2 separate regions of the Zea mays genome follow, and region 2 is linked to region 1. Evidence: chromatin contacts called from public Hi-C data. All regions are on one chromosome and are shown on one strand. The core of a region is the stretch at or near the end of the contact, and the rest is flanking DNA. Distances in the headings are between cores, read along the strand shown. Region 1 holds the start of LOC103650833 (squamosa promoter-binding-like protein 2). Region 2 holds the start of LOC103650840.

Region 1 (7,213 bases), core at 2,707-5,206:
TCATGTATGACATAGTATGGCATAGTGACTAAAAAAATGCTTAGAGCTAGTTTGGTAACACTATTTTTTTTAAGAATTTTTATTTTCTAAAGTAAATTAGTTCATCTTCTGTTGAAAAAATGGAAATCTCATAGAAAAAATGGAGTTTTTAAACTAGTCCTTAGATGCTGAATTATTTGCCTCAGTAAAATCTACCGGACGGCATGGAGCCGACTATGCGTACACGTCACGTATATGCCGGCCGGTATACGCCAATAATCCATGCATGCGACGTCATAGCCGTCGTGGAACTGAGCTGTATATACGTGACCCCTGTCTGGTGGGTGTGTGTGTGCATGCATGCATGCATGGCGACTAGCTATCCCGGCAAGATAGGTCCCCGGCCCCTTGGATCGGCCGTGCCGGCCGGCACAGGCGCGCTTACGGACTGACAGCGGAGGACGGCCGGAACCGACGGCCCTTCCGTCCGGCCTACCTAGCCGCGCACCAACCGCAACGGCCGCCGGGAGGACCACGCTGGGGGGCTAGCTAGCTAGTTCCGCCATGGGCGCGCGCGGCCGCCCTGCACCACTTGGCGCGGTCAGATGAGAAGAGAACAGAGTGTGAACAGTGGACTATGCGCGGCGAGCGAGGGCGCCACCGGACCGGAGGGGAAGCCACACGCACGCATGCAGCCCGCGGACCGCGGTACACGCGCGCGCGCATTCATGCATGCCGCGGTGCATGGCTTTCCGGGCGTGACCGCGTTGCGAGAACACTGTTGCCGTGCTGACCACCACACACCACACGCACGTTGCCCTCCTGCATTGTGAGATGCTCGCACGCATTACTACCGCCTCCGTTAGAAAACAAAATGTACACTGTTAAACATATTCTGTCACTAGTCTAATGGCATGTCTACTATATGGATGGTTCTTATTGGTATTTTTTATTATTTATAAGATTTGAAGCATGTTTATTTCTACTAGTATGCGCTTGAACTGCATGCGTGGGCGACCACGACCACGACCGGCCAAACGAGGCAATGGATGGGACTCGCTCACTCGCTGACTTGACCAATCGTAGCCGGCGGGCCGGCCGGCCGGCCCGGGTGGCAGTGGCAGAGCGATCGCCATCATGCATCAGGGCTACTACTAGAGCTGCAGACTGCGACGCCGCAGCGATCCATATCCATGCATGCTGCGCGAAGACAGAGGGTGCAACACCACACGACACGACACCCATGATGGCGGCAGCGGCACCGCGCGACAGACAGACAAGCCGAAGCCGGCGAGGAAACCCAAGCACGCAAGGCAGCAGGATCGATCGGTCAATGCAGTGTCGCTGCAAGTCGTTGCTGCGTTTCAAATGTGCTAGCTGCAGCTGCATGCAGCCGTTCGATTCGGGGGTTCCGTTCCACTGTATAACGGTCAAAGACTCGAAGGGAAGGCCGCACGCCATGTTAGGCAAAGCAAATTGTTGCCTCATGCCTGCCAGCAGATCCTACTACTCTATTGTAGTACGTACGTACAAAGTAGTAGCACCTCTCTACGTACGCTCGTGCAAAGTAGAATCTACAGTGCGTGCGTGCGTGCGTCGTCTTCATGATTGAACTGTGCCTCCAGCACGCAGTGCATTGCAGTTACCCCGTGGTAAGTTCGTTCGCTGTAGAACGTAGTACTCGAACACTCGGTAATATAACTTGCTGTGGCGCAGGCAGCGTACGTATAGCGGCAGACAGACCAGTTTCATCAGAACCCCATGCCCATGGTGGTGGCGCATCCACATCTCTGACATATGGCTCTTGCTACGCTACGCTGGCTACTGTACCGTGTCCCTCCCTCTGCAATGCCTGCGGTACTTGTCCTGTGAGTCAGTCACTGTAATCTCAAAGCCACAGCCAGCCAGCCACCCAGCCAGGCAGGCTCACGTCTCAGATCCTCTTCTCTGATTCTTTTCTTCTCACGAGGCTGCAAAATCTCTGCCTTGCTTTTGGTTAACACAGGTGCTCCTGGATCAGGCCCTTGTTTCTAACAAAAATACAAAAAAAAAAACACCACTAACAAGTTTGCTGGTCTGTCAAGATGGCTCCATATACTCCAACAAGTACCTCTAAAGGATCATGTACCCTAAATTTAAAGGATAAGGTTATCATCTACTCTTTTCAGCAACGTACTCTAAACGGTCGTTTAAATTTAGAGAACGCTGATGAATCCTCTATATATAGAGTTTCTCTAAACAGTTCTCTATTCATTTGAATACTTTAAACAACCGGTTTAGCAAAACTAAAATATGTACAATACATTTAAGAATATGACAAATACGTATGTACAAAATTAAAAATTAAAAATATCTCTAATATAGGTATTTATGTATATAAGACGTGATTTGAAGGATGTTGTTGGAGATGAAGAAAATATAGAAATAAAATTTTTTAGAGAAGACTATAAATGAGAGATATAATAGATGAATATAAAAAACTATTGCTGGAGACGGTCTTAACCGGAGGAATCGCTCCTGGCTGGCTGCAAACCACGGACCCTCGCCACCAAGGCAGCACCTACGTGTTGGTGAGCGGGCCGGCCAAAGATAGAAAGATAGATAACCACGTTCTGTCCCTGTGCCTCTCTCAGAACAGTACGCGCGCGACTCTTTTTTTCTTGACCATTGGTCAGCGTGTGAAAACTAGGAACCAAACAGTACGGCATCGCATCACTACTACGACTAGAGCTAATCAAGACTTGGGAACTTGGACCTCACGTAGTTCCATAGCTGCATCGGCGGCAGCGGAGATAAAAATAATAATAATCCTCGTCAGGGGAATAAAACTATGCTCTTAATTACAGTCCTCTCCCTGCTGAGCAAATTGAAAAGAAAGGCGTAGATACAATACACTTTGCTTCGCTAGAGGGACCACGTCGTCAACCCAACACAAAGGAGCTAGGTAGAGAGAAGTCGACCATGCACACAGCACATTCTTCACACCAAGGTGCTTTAAGAATATATGTTACTTTTTTTTCGGTCGAGGCTGTAAACAAAGCCGTCCGCTAGCTGCTCACAACTAGGAGTATATGATATCGGTTTGTTTCTGTTCCATGAAAGCCAATTCGCCGGTTCCGCTTATTTTATGTAAGCGCGGAACCTGTATTGTACTCTTATCGCTACAAAAGGTGAAAAAATATATATGGATGTTCAGTACATGTCGAGGCGAATCTCGGAAATACTATCGTATTCGCGATGCGTGGTACCAATGCTTCTCGCACTCTTGACGCCGTTTTTAACAATTCTATTATATGCTTCAATCTATACCGACTTCTACTGTATTTATAGTGTCTTGTCTTTGTGGATTGTAGCTGTAACGGTCCAAACAGATAGCTTTAGTCTGATCAAGGAAGAAAATGAAAAACACATGCTAAAATGTTTAAACCTTAGAATCTACTAAGGGTAGCACAGCAAAGGAAGGAGAAGTGCTAGGAAAGAAAGGCTCTACGGACTACGTAGATTGTCTATCATATCAAGCTCTACGTGAGTGTGACAGTGACAAAAGGGAAAGAAAAATACATGCTCAGATGTTCAGACCTCAGGACCCAAGAATAGCACAGCAAAAAAAAAAAAAAAGAAGGAGGAGACGCCCTAGAAAAGAAAGGCTCTATCTACCGTGGATGTGGGCATATAAGCTCATGCATCTCATGACACGCGCTTTTGGGAGTGCATGGAGCAATATTGGATGATGCCGTGGTGCGCTCTGGCTGTGGTCTGTGAAACATGACCATGTCAGCTGGGACGAGGCAGCATGGCACAGTAGCACACAGCAGCGGCAGCGGCAGCACAGCACAGAACACAAAAACGCAGTAGGGAAAAGAAAGAAGAAGACAGGAGAAAAAGCTGCTCCTCCTGCCCCTGCGCCTGCCTAACCTCCCCTCTCCTCCCTTTTTTCCATTGCTCCTCCATGTAAATCCAGCTCTTTCCCAACTTTTGTACTTTTCCCCCCCCTGCCCTCCACCTCCACTCCACCCCCGCTACAAAAGGTGAGAGGGAGGAGGAGCCTCTGCACTTAAGTTTTATTAGTCCTTCTCATCAGCCATCAGAGCCCCTCTATCTCCGGGTTTCTGTTAACGAGTATTGTATTTTAATTAGGAGGGAGTGGTTCAGCTGGTGCGCGCAGTGGTAGCTCTCCTCATCTTTGCCGCCTTGCCCATTTGCTGGCGCAGTGACTGAGCTTCCTTGCAACCCCACTTGAGAAGAAACCAATCCTCAAGCGCAAGGAGGCAAGGCAAAGCCTACTCATAGGGGCTGCCGAGCTGAAGGAGCAAACCGGAGGAAAAGGCAGTAGTAGCTAGCTAGCAGCAACCACCAAAGAAGGGAGAATCCTCCACCTTGCTCTTGGTGGATGTTCTTCACTGCATTGCCTTCAGCCACTCCGTCCTCCGCTTGCTTCTTGTTCGAGAGTGGTACCTGCTGCTGCTTCTTCTTCTTCCCTTTTTATCTCTGAAATCTTTTGCCACACATCCATCTGCTTGCTGCTGTGTGTCTGTCTGTCTGTCTGATTCCTTATTTCCTTCTCCTTCTCCCTCTCCCACCTACCCTCCCCAACCACACATCACACCCACACACTGTATGTTTACTGCCATTGGTAAGAAAATAAAGAAGGGGGGAGTCGAGTGAGCAGTGGGAGGTGCCCCCAGCTCGCCTCTCGGGTCTCGGCAATTATTGCCACCTTTGGAGTTTGGAGTCCTCCAATAGGAGTCTCCTCCGTCGTCGTCCTGTTCCTGTGCTGTCTGCAACCACTGGCACTGCCCCGCCCCCTTCCCTCCTCTTCCTTGCCTTCCCTCGCCTCGTCCGCCTTTTTCTCGGAGGAGAGGAGGTGCTTGCTTCCATCCATCCATCCGTGTCCTCCGCTCGCTTTAAAGCTTAACCCACCGCTCTGCCCGGCGGGCGGCCGAGCACCCAAGAACCCAGCCCCTTGTCTCGTCCCTTCCTTTCTTGCCGCTCCCGCCCGCTGCTCTTGGATTCTTTAATTGCATGCTGTTGCTGTTGCTGCCGCCGCCGCCGCCGCCGCTGTGATCTCTCTCTCTCTTTCCCGTCCTCCAAAGCTTTTTGGTTGCCATCAACTTTGCTTTTGCTCTCTGGGCGAGCAGTACACAGCTGTTGTTCCGTCTCCAACGGCCTGCGCACGCAGCAGCAGCCAGCAGAGCAGAAAGGCCTCCCAAAATCCACCATTTCGGAGCCGGCCGCCACCAGCGACGGAGGTGCCTGCCTGCTTGGGTTGAGTCCCGAGGAGAGAGCTGCTACTCCCTGTGCAAGGATCCCGACAACAGGCAGGCACGTACACGCGCGTCGGCCTGGGGACGGGCTGTCGCCATGGACTGGGACGCCAAGATGCTTCCTGCCTGGGACCTCGGCACGGTGGTCGGGCCCAGCAGCAGCGGGGGCGGCGCGCTGGACCTGAAGCTGGGCGCGCCGACGAGCTCGAGGGCGGTGCTCACGGCCGCCGCCGGTGCCGCGCCCGCGCTGCCGTCAGCGAACCCTCCTCCGCCCCCGCCTCCGCCGTCGTCGTCCGCGCCGGCGAAGCGGCCGCGCCCGGGGCTCGCGCGGCAGGCGGTGCCCGCGTGCTCCGTGCAGGGCTGCGACGCCGACCTGTCCCGGTGCCGCGACTACCACCGCCGCCACAAGGTCTGCGAGGCGCACTCCAAGACGCCCGTCGTCACCGTCGCCGGCCAGCAGCAGCGCTTCTGCCAGCAGTGCAGCAGGTACGCGTATCTCTGCCCTGCCGTGCTCGTGCGTGCCCTCCGCCCGCCCGGCGCCCGCCCGCCCCATGCATCTTGTTCTTTGGACTTTGGATTCCATTCCCTTGCCGTCCCCCCACGACCCCGAGCTCCCATGATTCTCTTTTGGTTCTTTTCGCTCAATAATTTAACCACTCGTCGTACGACGAGCTCTCTTGTACATGCAACAGCTCGCCGCCCATGGATGGCGTGGCGTGGCCATGGGTGTCGCACCGCATCATGCATGTTTTCTTCTTGGAAGCATTCGTCTCGTCCGCGTCCGCGTCCGCGTGGGGGTGAATTTCGTGGAGAATTGCCGCCACGTCCAGCAATCCACTAGACCCTGCTTGCTTATTAGGCGACCAAGAACTACTCGCCGTCAGCTGTTGCTACTCCTCCTGTCGCTTTTCCTACTTCCACGGCCTAATTAGCCTTTGGCGCTTGCAACTGATGAACGTTGCGGTGCGCCGCCGGCAGCCAAGACTTGCGGCATCCATCTGTGGTGGGTTCGGTCAAACGTAAGAAGGGAATCTGCTTTGCTGAACGCTGCAAACCGCGGACCGACCAAAGATCCAATTTTTATGCAGAAGTTGGAACGGGACTCCTGCCGGAACTGGGATTTGGACGGCCAAACCTACGGTGCTAGCAGTAGAATTCAGCGTGGCAGCCGGACTTGCGTTCTTACGGTTGTTATTGCAGTAGATAAATAGATAGATAGACAGACAGAAACGTGCGATTGGCCTGGACTGGGCACTCGCCATCTGGTCCTGAATTTGTCAAGGTCTGAACTGAACATCTTGTGAGCTGTGTGTGTGTCACCACACCAGCGTCAAGCCGTCTGCTAGCAGCCGGTGCATGCGCTGCGCACCCGTGCTTTCGGGGGCGTGTCCCTACAATGCAACAAGGCAGGTGCAATGGAACTGGACTTCCGTTCAGTTCAGGTCCATGCCTTGGCTCCCGTCCTTGTCAGTGGCAGGCTCACTCACTCACCCGGACAACAATTTGCTCTGTTCTCCGGTGTGCGTGCGTGCGTCCCTGTCGTCGTTGTGGTGCGTGGCTTGCCCATGCTTTCCACATCCCATATGTTTTTTTCCAACTCAAAAGGCTTCAATCAAATGCATCTCGATCGTGTTGTAGAAGACGATGATTTCTTTGTCGTTATCTTCGCTCAGATTCCAGATTCATCAGTCAGGTCCCAAAATATCCCAGAGAGAGCGTGTCGTGAAGGTTGCGTGGTTTATTTTAGTTTCTGAAGAAGAAAAGAAGTGGTCTCCTTAAGGTCAACAGTGGCATGTTCTTGCTTGAATTGGTATAGCTGATCATGCCTGTTGGGGTTGGTTGACAAGACCCACCCAGCTCACCGGCAAATAGCATTTTCTTTGCGGCTAACTGCACTGTTGCTCGTGGCAAACTCCTTACCCTCTGTCGGTGGAACTGCTTCTTGCTGCAGGTTTCATCTGCTCGGGGAG
Region 2 (7,213 bases), core at 2,141-4,640, 220 kb before region 1:
AGATAATCTAAGTTGTTTAGTTATCTTATGAATTCTATTTATGTTTATATGTATATGCAGATGTAATTATGGACATCACTCCACAACCCATCACACTCAATCAAAGATCCAAATCATACAATCATAAGAACAAGCACTCAAGCATATAGATATCTTAAAAAAATAGTTTTATTTTTGTTCCTAAGAGTAGGTCTCCTATTCCTAAAGGTCACTTTAGGTACAGGATTTCAAAGTGTGAAATCCACATTTGTCTTTAGAAGTGAAAAGGTAAGAATAATCAGAGTAAAGCGGAAATAGATAAGGAAAGATTAAGAAAAGTTTAGAAAAGAATCAGAGTAGCAAAGGTAAGTAAATAAAAGTTGTCCAATTCTATCTAGGTTTCGTCCTACAGTCAACATTCCTCTGATACCACTTCTGTCACACCCGGATTTTAGGGGTCCAAGGCCCGGGCGCGAACATAATCACTAGGTGTGCTGGGACCAAGTCTCACACATATGATGATTCATGGCACAGGATCAAATGTCACATCTTTACTATATAATCGGAGTTTTGTACAAAATAAATAAATAAATACATTATATGGAGACAACGGTCCAGCAACCCAAAGTTGACTGGGAGACGACGACCTAGACCTCTCACGAACTCGTCACAACATCCTCCAAGCGCCTCATCCTGTGGTACCTGCTCTTGACCTGTGGGGGGTGTGAGACAGCAAGAGTGAGCTCACATACGTTCATCGCTCAACAAGTTGTGGGGAATAATGTGCATGAACTCGCCAAAGGTGGGAGCTCACGTGAAGTGTAAGGCTTACCAAAGAGGATGGTTAGAGCTGAGCATTGCTTTTAAAGTTGGTCAAAATTTTATTAGCAATTACTAAGTATAAGTAAATACCAACCCAATTAAATAGTAGAACAAAAGTAACATCATCACCTGCGATGCAATGCATATGACAAATTGAATTTAGTTCCATAAGTTAATCATGTGAGGGTCCGAGCTGCTCATGACCGTGAGCACGGCTAGTATACCAGTTTTACACTCTGCAGAGGCTGCGCATCTTTACCCACAAGTCATGTTACCCATCTGCCAAGGGATCGCGACTTCCCATACACCTCTACCGAGGAGGCGAGGCTGGGTAACACTACGAGGCCTTTACAAAGTTCCACTAGCTTCAGAAAACCCGCTACAGTTTATAGGAAGCTCCAATGCAGGAATCCCTTGCAGGACCGCCATCGCAGCAAAATCCTCCCGAGGGCCTCCCTACACTGACCACTCCCGTACTGCCCTTGCCCCTTTCGGGTAAGGTAGTCTTCCACTAGCTTTCCTAATTAATCGGCCAAGGGCGTCCCATTAAACCCTTGTGGTAGCACTGTTTTCCCGGGTGGTTCTCCATGTTCCAATTAACATAATGATCTTATCATGAACAGTGATAATAAACAGATAATAAAAGTGTGATCATGAATAATGTATCTTCATACCCAAAACCACATAAAGCACTAGCAAGTACTACCCAAAAAGTTCAGTGGTAAACAAGGTATAAAGATAATCAAACTAGGGTAACCTATTGGGTCCCATCAAAATTAACCTATGCAGATCATTATGATTAATTAGAACATGAGTGGGTAAAAAGAAGTGATCAAGGGCACAACTTGCCTGAGACTTGAGATTCCAGGTATCAACTTGCTCTTCAGATGACACGTGACCTCGCTCTAGTCGTAGCAATACAAACAAACAGTGTATAGGCAAAATTAACATCACACCAGACATAAGAACAAACTGCATAATAAGATTCTATGCGTTGCTACAAGATCGTAGAAACAAGAACTGCTAAATTCGAAGCTACGGTTATTAAGTTATGAATTTTCGAAATTATTTAGTGCTTAGAATAGATTAATCCTAATGAACAATTTTAACTTAAGTTTCATGGCTAAATAGTGTTACTAGTTGATAGACAATATTAAAACAAAATTATTGCAACTAGAATGGGTCAATTCGGAGCTAAAATAGATTTTCTAGAAATTACACAAGTTCTAGAATTATTTTTGTGCTAGAAAAGTATTTTCTATATTGTTTTTCCTATTTTCTTAAGTCACTGGACTGAGCGCATAAAATCCAGAGAGCTCGGGGGCTAATCCACAATTTATCCCGAGACTTAGTTTTCCCCCGCACGGGACGGCGGGTTGATTCAGATAATTCACGGGGTCGTTTACGCAAAATGCCCAGGTCGAAGGGGTATGGGCCAATCGTGGCCGTTCGATCAATGGTGGGCGGTATGGATTAGATCCATAGACGTCAGAACCTGTAATTCTACGCGAACCCTTGGATTACCGATCAAGGGCCAGAATCTGCCCACGACAACCTCCAATCCGACCCGTTCGCCAAAGATCCAGCGGTGGACAACCCACATCTAATCCCCACCGTGTATAACCCATCCAACGCGCCAAAGATCATCTTCCTCCTATCAGCCGGAACGCAGCTGCGCGCAGGCCCTCCCGCGGTGGACCTCCATTGTGCCATGGGAGAGAGGCTCTCGGCCACCATGCCGGAGCTGCACATCATGAGCTGAGCCGCTCCAGCGAGGGAGGGCCCCACGGCCTTCTTCCCCAACACGCCCAACCAAAAGCCACTACGGCGGCGGCCAGCTCCGGTACGGAGAAGCCATGGTCGAGAACACATTCTGCCACAATCCACAGCCCACGACGCTGGACATACTCCATCGAAACGAACGAAGCTACGGGCGGCGGAGAGGAGAACGAACCCAAAACGAACTTACCCGAGGAATTTGGGGATGCGGCGCGGTCCGTCCATGACACGGGGCGGATTGCACGGTGATGTCGACCCCATTGAGGATTCATCCCATCTCCCCCGGTTGACCACGATCTTCTTCGCGGGAACCAGACGGAGCAGTACGTTGTATTCAAGTATAGGCTCACTGACCTTTACAAGCTCGCCGGAGGGGATGGTCATCAGCGCGATTTGGCAGGGCGAAGCTCTGGCCTGCACGCCGACGCACGCGGGGGTCTGGTGCATGGTGGATACGGCGAAGCCAAGCGATTCTTCCTCCTTGTGAAGACCGGCAGCAGCCGATCCGGCTCGCCACGGCGCCATGGTTGGCCATACGTGCCGTTTCCACAGCAACAGGCGCCACGCACGGCCCGCGTCAATACTCCACGGCTAGCACACAACGCGACCCCTCTCTCTTTCTCTCTCTTCGATGAAGCTCGGTGCGATTTTCCCAATGGCAGCGCGCCCCACATCACCCTGGCGCGAATCACCTGGTGCTGGCGCTCATGGCCGAGGCTCTTGCTATTTATAGAAGAGCAGGCGCAAATTTTACGGAGGGCAAGGGGTAACCGAATCCGCCATTACAGGAGCGACTGCTACGCTAGCAAATCACCGATAGCGATGGCCACGGCGAGATCTCCGTTCCGCGGTTCAGTTGTAGCCATCAGGGGGAAGATGGCTCCTGGCGACAAGGCCCACAAGTCAGCCACCAATGAGGGTGGGGCCACTGGTCAGCGATAATAGGCGCACAGTCACGTGGAGTCATAGGTCGGGTATCCGGGAGACCGTGTGGAGCCACAACGGAGACTGAGGAGTGGGACCCGATGTCATTGGCTGGAGCACCGAGGGTCGAGGTGGGCTGGCTGGTGCGTGAGAGAAACAAGGAAGATGGGCCGAGGATGTGGCATTAGGCCCAAACGCAGGAAAGTGTTTTCCTTTTTTTATTTCCTATTTTCAAATTCCAATTAGATTTTAAATTCAAACAAAGTTCTAATTTGCACACCAAAAATATATTTCAACATAAATGCAAGGTTCATGTATTAAGTTTATTCATTTGTTTATTACCTTATTTATTTAGGCAATGTTTTCAATATGCAACACAAAATATTCATTTTACGAAAGTATTTCGAATGTTTAGTCCATTAGAGGTTCATTCCAAAGCTTCATTATTTATTACTTATTCTATTTTATGAAGAAATATCTTTTAGTATATAATTACTTTTACGAGAAAATACTCTTATTTAGATCTCAGGATTAGATATATGTGTATATATATATATTATCTCTTTCTTTTATTATTTCATGATATATTTTTTTCTACCAAGTTTTTGGGCTTTACAGCCTCGCCCGACCCAGGGGCTCGGACTCGACCACGGCCACGGAAGACAGACTCGACCTCGACCTCGACCTCGGAGGAGCCTCCACATCGCCCAACCTAGGGCGCGGACCGACCACGTCGACAGGAGGCGCCATCATTACCCTACCCCAAGCTGACTCAGGCTATGGGGAAGAAGACCGGCGTCCCATCTGGCTCGCTCCGCTAGATAGGCAATGATGGCGCCCCGCACGCTCTGTGACGACGGCGGCTCTCAGCCCCCTTACGGAAGCAAGAGGACGTCAGCAAGGACTCGACAGCCCCGACAGCTGTCCTTCCGCTAGGCTCCAGCGCTCCTCCGACGGCCACGACACCACACGAACCGGGTGCCAAAACCTCTCCGGCTGCCACGACGGCATGTACTTACGGCGCTAGCTCTCCTCCGCTAGACACGTAGCACTCTGCTACACCCCCATTGTATACCTGGATCCTCTCCTTACGCCTATAAAAGGAAGGACCAGGGCCCTCTTACAGAGGGTTGGCCGTGCGGGGAAGAGGACGGGACAGGCGCTCGCGTGAGGCCGCTCGCTGCCCCTCCCGCGTGGACGCTTGTAACCCCCTACTGCAAGCGCACCCGACCTGGGCGCGGGACGAACACGAAGGCCGTGGGATTTCCACCTCTCTCACGCCCGTCTCCGGCTGCCTTTCTTCCTCCCTTCGCGCTCGGCCTCGCGCCGACCCATCTAGGCTGGGGCACGCAGCGACATTTCACTCGTCGACCCAGGGACCCCCCGGTCTCGAAACGCCGACAAATATGAAGCGAACAGTCTAGGATACGTGAGAATTGAGAAGGTAGGTTTCTCTCAAACTCAGGCTGAGATCATATTCTTTATTTATAAATTAAGTTTTGTTAAGATTGTTTAGGCTACTAAGTTTGGTGTGGAAGAATTGATATAAAATGTTAGATCATTAAAAAACAGTTCATGTTACATTTTTCATGAAGCTCTATTTACTCTCAATGCTTAAATAAAATTTAACTGTGTAAATGTTTTTCTTTTTTTATAGTACTCCGTTTATTTTTCCCTTAGGTCTTAGTAAAATCTAATAGTCTATATATATATATATATATAACTTTATAATTTATAGACCCTCGCAACCAACAGTAAAGACTTATTTTGATTCTATTCTTTTAATAAAATAGAAAATAGATAGGTAGATAAATAAAAACCTGTTCTGTCTCCTCTATATTTTTAGCAAGTTTTCTCTGTGCTGTCGCTCACTGGCCACTCCGTTTAATCCTAAGGCCCAGTACAAACGTGGGCCAAGGCCCATATAACTTCTGGGCCTTACGTTACAGTTACAGCTATGCAGTGCGTGCTCACTTGCACTTACATTTAGGAGCAATCATCAGCCAACAGTGGTTCACTTGTGTCACTGTCAGAACAAGAACAACCGAGATAAAGAAAAATATATGAAACGCCATCGCGAGTTCGTCAGACGAGATGGCCATCGCTTTCCTGCTGTTTAAACGTCACTTCCTCTCTCCTGCTGCTATAAAATATTATGCTGTGGATCCTATTAAATTTCAGGCTCGTATCTATCTATCTATCTATCTATCTATCTTGGCATACGTAGCAGATAAGGCTGACTCCAACAAGGTCCTCTAAAGGATCCTCTACCCTAAATATAGAGGACCAAACAGTAATCTATGCTCTCCAGCAGCTATAGATGTCCAAACGGGCTACCCAGCACGGATCTGGCCCGAACCCGTTTCGGCCCGGTACGAATAGGGCCGGGCCAGGCACGACCCGTTGATGCTTCGAGCCGGGTCGGGCTGGCCCACGTGCCTAGGGACATACCCAAACCCGGCACGCACAGGGAAAAATCGTGCCGGGCCGGCCCGTTGGCCCGGTGGACCTCAACGTACCGGGCCGGCCACTGGCTCGAACCAACAATAGAGCGGTATATAAATACATACATTTAACAGAATTAATCATATATATTAACATATTATTTACATATATTAAGACAACAAAATATTTATGTATGCATTTTATATTTATGTATGCATTTTATATATGTTTGGCCGCGTATTTAGTATTTATATATTATAAGAGAATTAAATGTATTTACATATTTAGTATTTACATAAATATGCGGGCCGACGTCGGGCCAACCCATTTATCGGGCCGGGCCGGGCCAAAGCACGCGGGCCACCGTATTTGCCCATACCCGGCCCACTAAACGGGCCGTGCCGGCCCGGGCACGTAACCGACCGTGCCGGGCCGTGTTTGGACCGGGCTAAATTCGTGTCGTGCCACGGGCTAAACGGGCGGCCCGCACTGTTTGGACATCTATACCAGCAGCGTCCTCTAAACGGTCCTCTAAATTTAGAGGACGCTGCTAAATTCTCTCTATATAGAGTTTCTCTAAATGGTCCTCTATCCATTTGAATACTTTAAATAACTGGTTTAACAAAACTAAAATATGTACACTATACTTGAGAGTATAACAAATACGTATGTAAAAAAATAAAATAAGAAATGTCTCTAATATATGTATTTGAGTATAGATGACGTGATTTAGAGGACGTTGTTGGAGAAGAAAGAGATATAGAGGATGAAAACTTTTAGAGAAGACTATAAAAGACGGATATAGAGGATAGATATAGAGGACGTTGCTGGAGACAGCCTAAGAATTGATTTCTTTTTCTATTACGGGTGATTGTTGGCCGTAGCGGACCTAGATTTTTTTTATATAATGTGCCATAATAGTTTTTTCGCGTAAAGAAGTTGAAACCTCAAGTCCTCAATGATATAAAAGGATTAGTGTTCTATGAAGCATGAGCAAGAGAAGAGACGCTAGCATATTTATATCCACATATTACCGTGAAAAATGATTTTGCAGTTCTCACGTTCAATTGTAACTACCAACTAAGCATGTGTGCTACAGACCCGCAGATAAATTTCAAATTTAGCTAAGGGTCTGTTCGATTCTTGGGGATTGGCCACCCGGAATTATTACTAGCCAGATTGCTTGTCTAATTTATATAAGGTTTGGTTAGCTGAACGATTCTGGGATGAATTCCGGCGCAAACGAACAGGCCCTAATGCATTT

What was found. A called contact is a pair of places that touch in the nucleus more often than the background predicts.
Region 2: a contact with region 1 is called in a Hi-C map of bundle sheath, with 4 times the contacts expected there. The contact joins the promoter of LOC103650840 here to the promoter of LOC103650833 in region 1. A contact is called at or near these places in 8 of 25 Hi-C or Micro-C datasets (bundle sheath, ear, endosperm and 3 more).

The regions. Positions count from the first base shown.
Region 1 is chr3:161,580,661-161,587,873 of Zm-B73-REFERENCE-NAM-5.0, reverse strand. It overlaps LOC103650833 (squamosa promoter-binding-like protein 2), which reads left to right and starts at 3,956. Exons shown (of 3, transcript XM_008676419.2): 1 at 3,956-5,729; 2 at 7,195-7,213. The coding sequence starts at 5,341.
Region 2 is chr3:161,796,804-161,804,016 of Zm-B73-REFERENCE-NAM-5.0, reverse strand. It overlaps LOC103650840, which reads right to left and starts at 3,390. Exons shown (of 2, transcript XM_008676426.3): 1 at 2,771-3,390; 2 at 1,651-1,706. The coding sequence starts at 3,105. The coding sequence ends at 1,685.